2 separate regions of the Hordeum vulgare genome follow, and region 2 is linked to region 1. A link is a contact called in public Hi-C data. All regions are on one chromosome and are shown on one strand. Each heading gives the region's core, a stretch centred on a gene start, on an enhancer-like site or on the middle of the called end of the contact. The rest is flanking DNA. Distances are from core to core; before and after follow the strand shown.

Region 1 (2,981 bases), core at 197-2,696:
TTTGGCACAGAATGGCATCCAAATACCCCAAGGTAGCAGCAGTTGCACTCCAGGCCACTTCGATTAATGATTGGTGGGACAAAACCTTGCTGCTCAAGCGAAAAAGGAGGGGGTAGATGAATGTGTGGCAGCGACCTATGTGGCCTGGAACATTTGGAAGGAGAGGAACAGGCGTATCTTTCGGAATGAGCAGAAGTCAGTTGAGGGGGTTTGCTTGCTCATTAGAGATGATTTAGGCCTCCTTATGGAGGCCAGGGAGTAGTCTTGTGAGACATGTACAGCCGGGCTGTTTTGTGCAGCATCGGACCACTTTCTTTCGATTTTCTTGCTGAGGTTATCTCAGTCTGTACAGCTTTCCCTCTACTTTAATGAAAAGGCAGAGCACCTGCCGTTCCGGTCAAAAAAAAAATGCATCCTTTGGTTTCAGGCTTTCAGCTAGAGACCAAGCAGCTACTAAGCTTTTAGTTCCCTTATATATTCCAGAAAGAGTTCAATTTCGAAATTTTGCAACAGTGACAGAGCATATACGTAGTACAGTGCGGTATTTTTGGTTGGCATGCATAAACAAAATTTCGAAGTAGAGCGGCTGGAAACTAGACTCTCAACTTATTCATTCAAGAAAAAGAAACATGAATGTATGTAACAAAACCAGACATACCTTGGAAGATCACATCCATCGGGCTGCCATCTCCAATGCTGGTACCTGGTATCATTCCGGCCGTACTTCTCGCAGGCGACCTCGTCGAAGATGAAGGAGCAGTTGAGGCCGGAGTAGAGCGGCTGGGAGGCGTTGTCGTACACCCACCGTCCCAAGGACCAGTTGCACTCCTCCCCGGAGCCCCTCACGGCCTCGCCCATGAGCTCGTCCGTCCACTGCACCTGCGCGTCGCGGCGCCCCGCCGCGGCCACCTTCACCTCCTGGTGCCGGTGCTGGACCGCCAGCTGCACCTGCGACTCGTGGCCGCGGTCGAAGAGCAGGGAGACGGAGCTGACGACGATGAAGAAGGCGACGAGGGAGCTCACCACGCCCCGCAGGCCGAGCACAGGAGACGGGGAGGACGTCGCCGTCGCCATCTTGTTGTGGGTGGCCTGCTCCGGCTTCATTTTCTCTGGTGAATCGGCTGTGGCGCTGTGGTGAGTGATGTCCCCTCTTTTATTGTAATGTGGGCACTCCTTCCCAGGTCTAGTGTTGCACAAGCAAACGTGAACGCTGACCCTTGGGCTAACCTTCATCATCATCGATCACCCTGCCCTGACCGCCTGCCTGCAATGCAACCTCTTGTAAGCCAACTCGGGCATATAAGAAAGAATGTGCAGCAGGTTTGGTACTGAAAGTTTGAGGCTGTTTGTAAGATTGTTCTACCCAGCTCTGGATTTGCAGATGATTTTATATGTCAGGCTCATGCTCATTCCATGCATGTGATCTGCCTAGCTAGGTCCATAATGTAAGGCTAGTTTTGTTTAATAAAAGCAAAGGGGGGTAAAGGTACAAGTGCTGGTTTCTGGTGCCGACACTTCTGTCAATCCGATCCACCAGACCAGAGTCACACCAGCCATTGAAGAATAGTGGAGCTAGCCCAGCAAAAAAGCAAAATATATTTATGTTGTTGCGTTTGCGCGTGTCACTTTCAGAATATGATATTTAGAAATTAAGCAAACGGAAAGGTGATGGACGGAAAAGAAGTCTTTTGCATTAATTGCTTGGTTCCTTACCTAATTGGCCTTCAGAATAAGCTAATGTAAAGCCACTGGTACAGAGGCCCCTGAATGTGAAGTCCAGTAATGCTTGTTCCATCATTTCAAAATGGCAATCATAATTCACTACCAATTGATGTAGTAGTGCTAAACAACCTTAACCGGGACGGTCACATCACTATACATGTGTGTGTGTGTGTATATATATCAATGTATTCATCAATCCATGTTTATCTAGTACTTATATGTTACTGCTAACTACTACTACTACTTAAGTAGAGTATTTCTGATCAGTCAACACGTCTTAACGTGTGTTTGTGTGTGCATGCATGCGTCAAAGTTGTGATCTTCCTGAATGAATTAACTTATATATGCCGGCCGACCCTTTTCCAACACGGTGGTGCGTTGTCGATTAATCCGAGTGGCAAACACCACATGATCAATGATTTGCCTTTTTTCGGCCTTCATTTACATCTCTTTTCTGACAGAAGTAGCCGGGCATATCAATAATGTGATTGGTTGCGACATTATGACTATTTAATCTGCCGAAGGTACGTTACCTGGCTGGTCAGCTGCGAGCGAATGACAGATGATAAATCCTGATATGGTCTGCAGGTCTGGTGCTGAATCTTCAAATTGCATGCCCTACTCGGCGCCAACCAAACAGCCTCTCCCTTTTCCTCTGCAATCTCTTCTTTGAGCAAGCAAGCAAGCTAGCTAGCTAGCTAGCACAGTATGAAATGATCACTAGTGCCCCAGAGGCCGCATAAAGTGTTAGGTGGAAAGAATTCTATGCCCACACCTGCTTTGTTCGGTATCATGTCCCAATATAACCCTGTCCTAGCCGGTCAGTCACCCAGTCTACAATCTGCTCACTCCGTTTTCTCTGAGATTCTCCATGGCATGGCATGGCATGGCATGCAGCTGGTGGAGACATGAATGAAAGGCATGGCATGCAGCTGGTAGAGACTAGAGACATGAAAGGCATGACTGATGAGCACCAACAATATCCCATGGAAGATGGAACAATCTGACTTGCAGGAATGGACAAAGGGTACAATTACTACTGACCTGACCTGTACTGGAGGCTGTGTCAGTTGAGCGCGGCGGCGAGCCTTAGAAGGAAGGCTAGTTAGTAACATCTGCCGCAGAAGCAGTTGGCAACGTGCATTTGAGATGTATATGGACATACCTACTGCTGGTCCACCTTTGCTCCCCAAAAGCTAGTTCCTTGCTGCAAAGTCCAATGGCAAACTATTTGGACGTCTCCGACTACTCCCCATCCG
Region 2 (2,981 bases), core at 194-2,693, 830 kb after region 1:
GGGGTTGGACTCTTCTATTTTTTCTTTCGTTTTTTCTTTCTTCTTTTCTCATTCTGTTCTCATCCTTCTATAAATTAATTTGGCATTTCGAAATTTCAAAAGTGGTGAATTGTAAAAACTGTTCGCAAAATTATAAAATGTATGTGAATTCAATTTTTTTAGGAAATCATAAAAGTTTTGTGGATTCAAACAATACTTGTGTATTTGTAAAATAATCACGATTTGAAAAAATAGTCGGGAAATGATCATGCTCATGATTTTGAAAAAATGATCGTGCGTTCAAAACATATTTGGGATCTGAAATAAGTGTCCATCTAATTTAGAAAATGTACACAAAAAGAGAAAACACATTTTTTAAAATTTGTTCCCTGACTTTTAAAGGTTGAGTGATATAAAAAAATGTTTGCTGAGTCAAAAAATGCTCATAAACTTGAGAAAAATTTATGCATTTCAGAAAATCTTCGTAAACAAAACTGATGTTCGTGATTTTTTTTGTGAAAATCCAAAATTTCAAAAAATGACGATTTAAAAGCTACTCCCTCCATCCCAATTTTTTTTCCTTAGATTTGTCTAGAAATGATTGTATCAAAATACTAAAACATGACTAGATACATTCATATTTAGAAAAATGTAAGACGAGAATTTTGGGACGGAGGGAGTATTAACCAATTCAAAGTCTTCTATGTCTAGGATTTGATTAGATTTTCTAAAGTCTTTATATGTATAGACGTGGGAGTAGTTCGTGGTCGATGAGATTTGTTTTTAAACTTTTAAATATTTGCTTACGCAACATAATGACAAGTGTGACATGTAGTGGCAAGCTCATTACCTTAGAATTTAGCATGTTGGATGTATTGTGATCACGTAAACATCGTGACCATCATCAATGAGGGTGGGAGAGAAAGTTAAGTGGCAACATGATGAGCCACCATGTTAAAAGAGCGGATGTTCATACGTGAGGATATTGAATCAATCCTAAAAAACGCTTATATGGCTATAGCACATAATATTTTTTGTCTCCGTTGCAACGCACGGGCATATTTGCTAGTTTTATACTAAATCAATAACATTTATTTTGGGACAAGTGAGTACAATTTTTTTTTGCATCCAGTAGCTTGTTTGAGGCCCCTCCGTATATGCTTTGCCGTGGTCATCCAAAACTGGCGTGAACCTCGAAATCCCAGGACACCTCAACGCGTTTTACGACACGGTAGTTCGTTGTAGAAACATTAATTAAAGTACAAAGTGCGGGTCCGACCTTGAGAACAATTGGGGCCACTTGTAAGTTGACCTTTCGGCCCACCTCGCAGCCTCCTCGTTCTTTCCAGAGAGGACAGGTGCTCCTTCGTTTCCCCGCCAGCAAGAAAAGCACACGCGCAATCCCGTCCGACCGACACGTGGGACCCACCCGTCACCCCATCAACATATTAGCTAGCCGCCTCCAGCAACAACCGCCGAGATTTTGCAATCCGGTCCTCCAGTCCCAGCCCAGAAACCCTAGACGGACCGTCCCTCGCCTGCTTCCTTCCCCGACGCGACAGGCGAATCCAAGGTGAGTTCCGCCGGATCCGCCCTGCCTTACCCGCCCGCTTCCCCGCCCTCCCCGCCTCACGACGTGCCCGGCCGGTGCAGGTTTCGCGGCGGTCGCACGCGCTGGATCTGACGCGGCAGCTCCCGGCGGCCGTCTACTACTGCCTGCTCTTCGCTGCGTCGGCGGCCGTCCTCGGGCTCCTCGGCGGCGTCGCGCGCTATATGCTTCCCCGGAAGCGGGAGATCGTCGCCGGCGAGGTCGAGGACTTGCAGAAGAAAACCCGCGCCGGGGAGGGGGAGACGGCCAGGGAGGAAGGAGACGCAGCCATGGCACGGAGGGGGAACGAGATCGACGAGGACCTGCACAGTCGCCAGCTCGCCGTCTATGGCCGCGAGACCATGAAGCGCCTCTTCGGCTCCAACGTCCTCGTCTCTGGACTTCAGGGTCTCGGTGCCGAGATCGGTACGTGCAGCCCAGGCGCTCTTCTAATAGAGCTGCTTTTTTACTCTTTTTTTATAATAATAATCTCTTTCCTTGATTTGATACCTTGTATACGTGGGAAGTATGTTAGCTTCAAAAAAGGAAATTAGTAATTCCTTTTCACCCATTGCTCGATCTCATGTAGCTCAGCGACCTAGGGATTCCTATTATGCTTCTCGTAAACAAATTTGCTGCTCGTCATTGCTATCTTGAGCTGTTGGTTCTGCTCTGGCTCAGCTGATGTTGTTGCTAGACCAAACACACTGATCGGGATTGCCCTCTTAGCTAGATGGGCTCTTATTATCATGTCTTGTATGATTTGAGCTCAAACCACCAAGCCAGAACTTATCTGTACCTAGTTTTGTAACTAGTGCTGTTTATCACAAGGTAGATGCACTGGCAAGTACTCCCTCTGTAAACTAATGTAAGATCTTTTAGATCACTAAATTACAGATCTAAAACATATTATATTAGTTTACATAGGGAGTACTACCTAAACCATCATACCAAAACTTTTATGCGTGTGTTGAAATGAGCGTCTTTTGTGTTACCCTATCAGTGCCCCTTTAATCCTTAATTACACAATGCCATTATGATGGGAGAACTTCTGCACTGCACCGCACTGCACATAGTTAGGATCTTGGCAGTCGGTAAGAACTGAACTTTTAAAACTTGAGGAGGTTTTGACAGACTGAAATTAAGCTTTAGGCTTACAATTGATTTAATACCCATGTATTCCTGCAGCAAAGAACCTTGTCCTCGCGGGTGTCAAGTCTGTAACCTTGCACGATGATGGTAATGTGGAGCTGTGGGACTTATCAGGCAACTTCTTCCTCTCGGAGAATGATGTTGGGCAAAACCGAGCTCAAGCTTGTGTACAGAAGCTACAAGAGCTTAACAATGCTGTCCTCGTCTCTGCCTTAACCGGTGATTTGACCAAGGAGCACCTTTCTAAATTCCAGGTGCACCA

The links. A called contact is a pair of places that touch in the nucleus more often than the background predicts.
Region 2: a contact with region 1 is called in a Hi-C map of leaf, with 4 times the contacts expected there. The contact joins the promoter of LOC123395717 here to the promoter of LOC123398437 in region 1. A contact is called at or near these places in 2 of 6 Hi-C or Micro-C datasets (leaf and seedling).

What each region holds. Positions count from the first base shown.
Region 1 is chr5H:330,659,579-330,662,559 of MorexV3_pseudomolecules_assembly, forward strand. LOC123398437 (protein trichome birefringence-like 34) reads right to left here and starts at 1,447. Exons shown (of 6, transcript XM_045092907.1): 1 at 1,364-1,447; 2 at 659-1,264. The coding sequence starts at 1,239.
Region 2 is chr5H:331,489,909-331,492,889 of MorexV3_pseudomolecules_assembly, forward strand. LOC123395717 (ubiquitin-activating enzyme E1 2) reads left to right here and starts at 1,444. Exons shown (of 7, transcript XM_045090746.1): 1 at 1,444-1,552; 2 at 1,633-1,993; 3 at 2,756-2,973. The coding sequence starts at 1,753.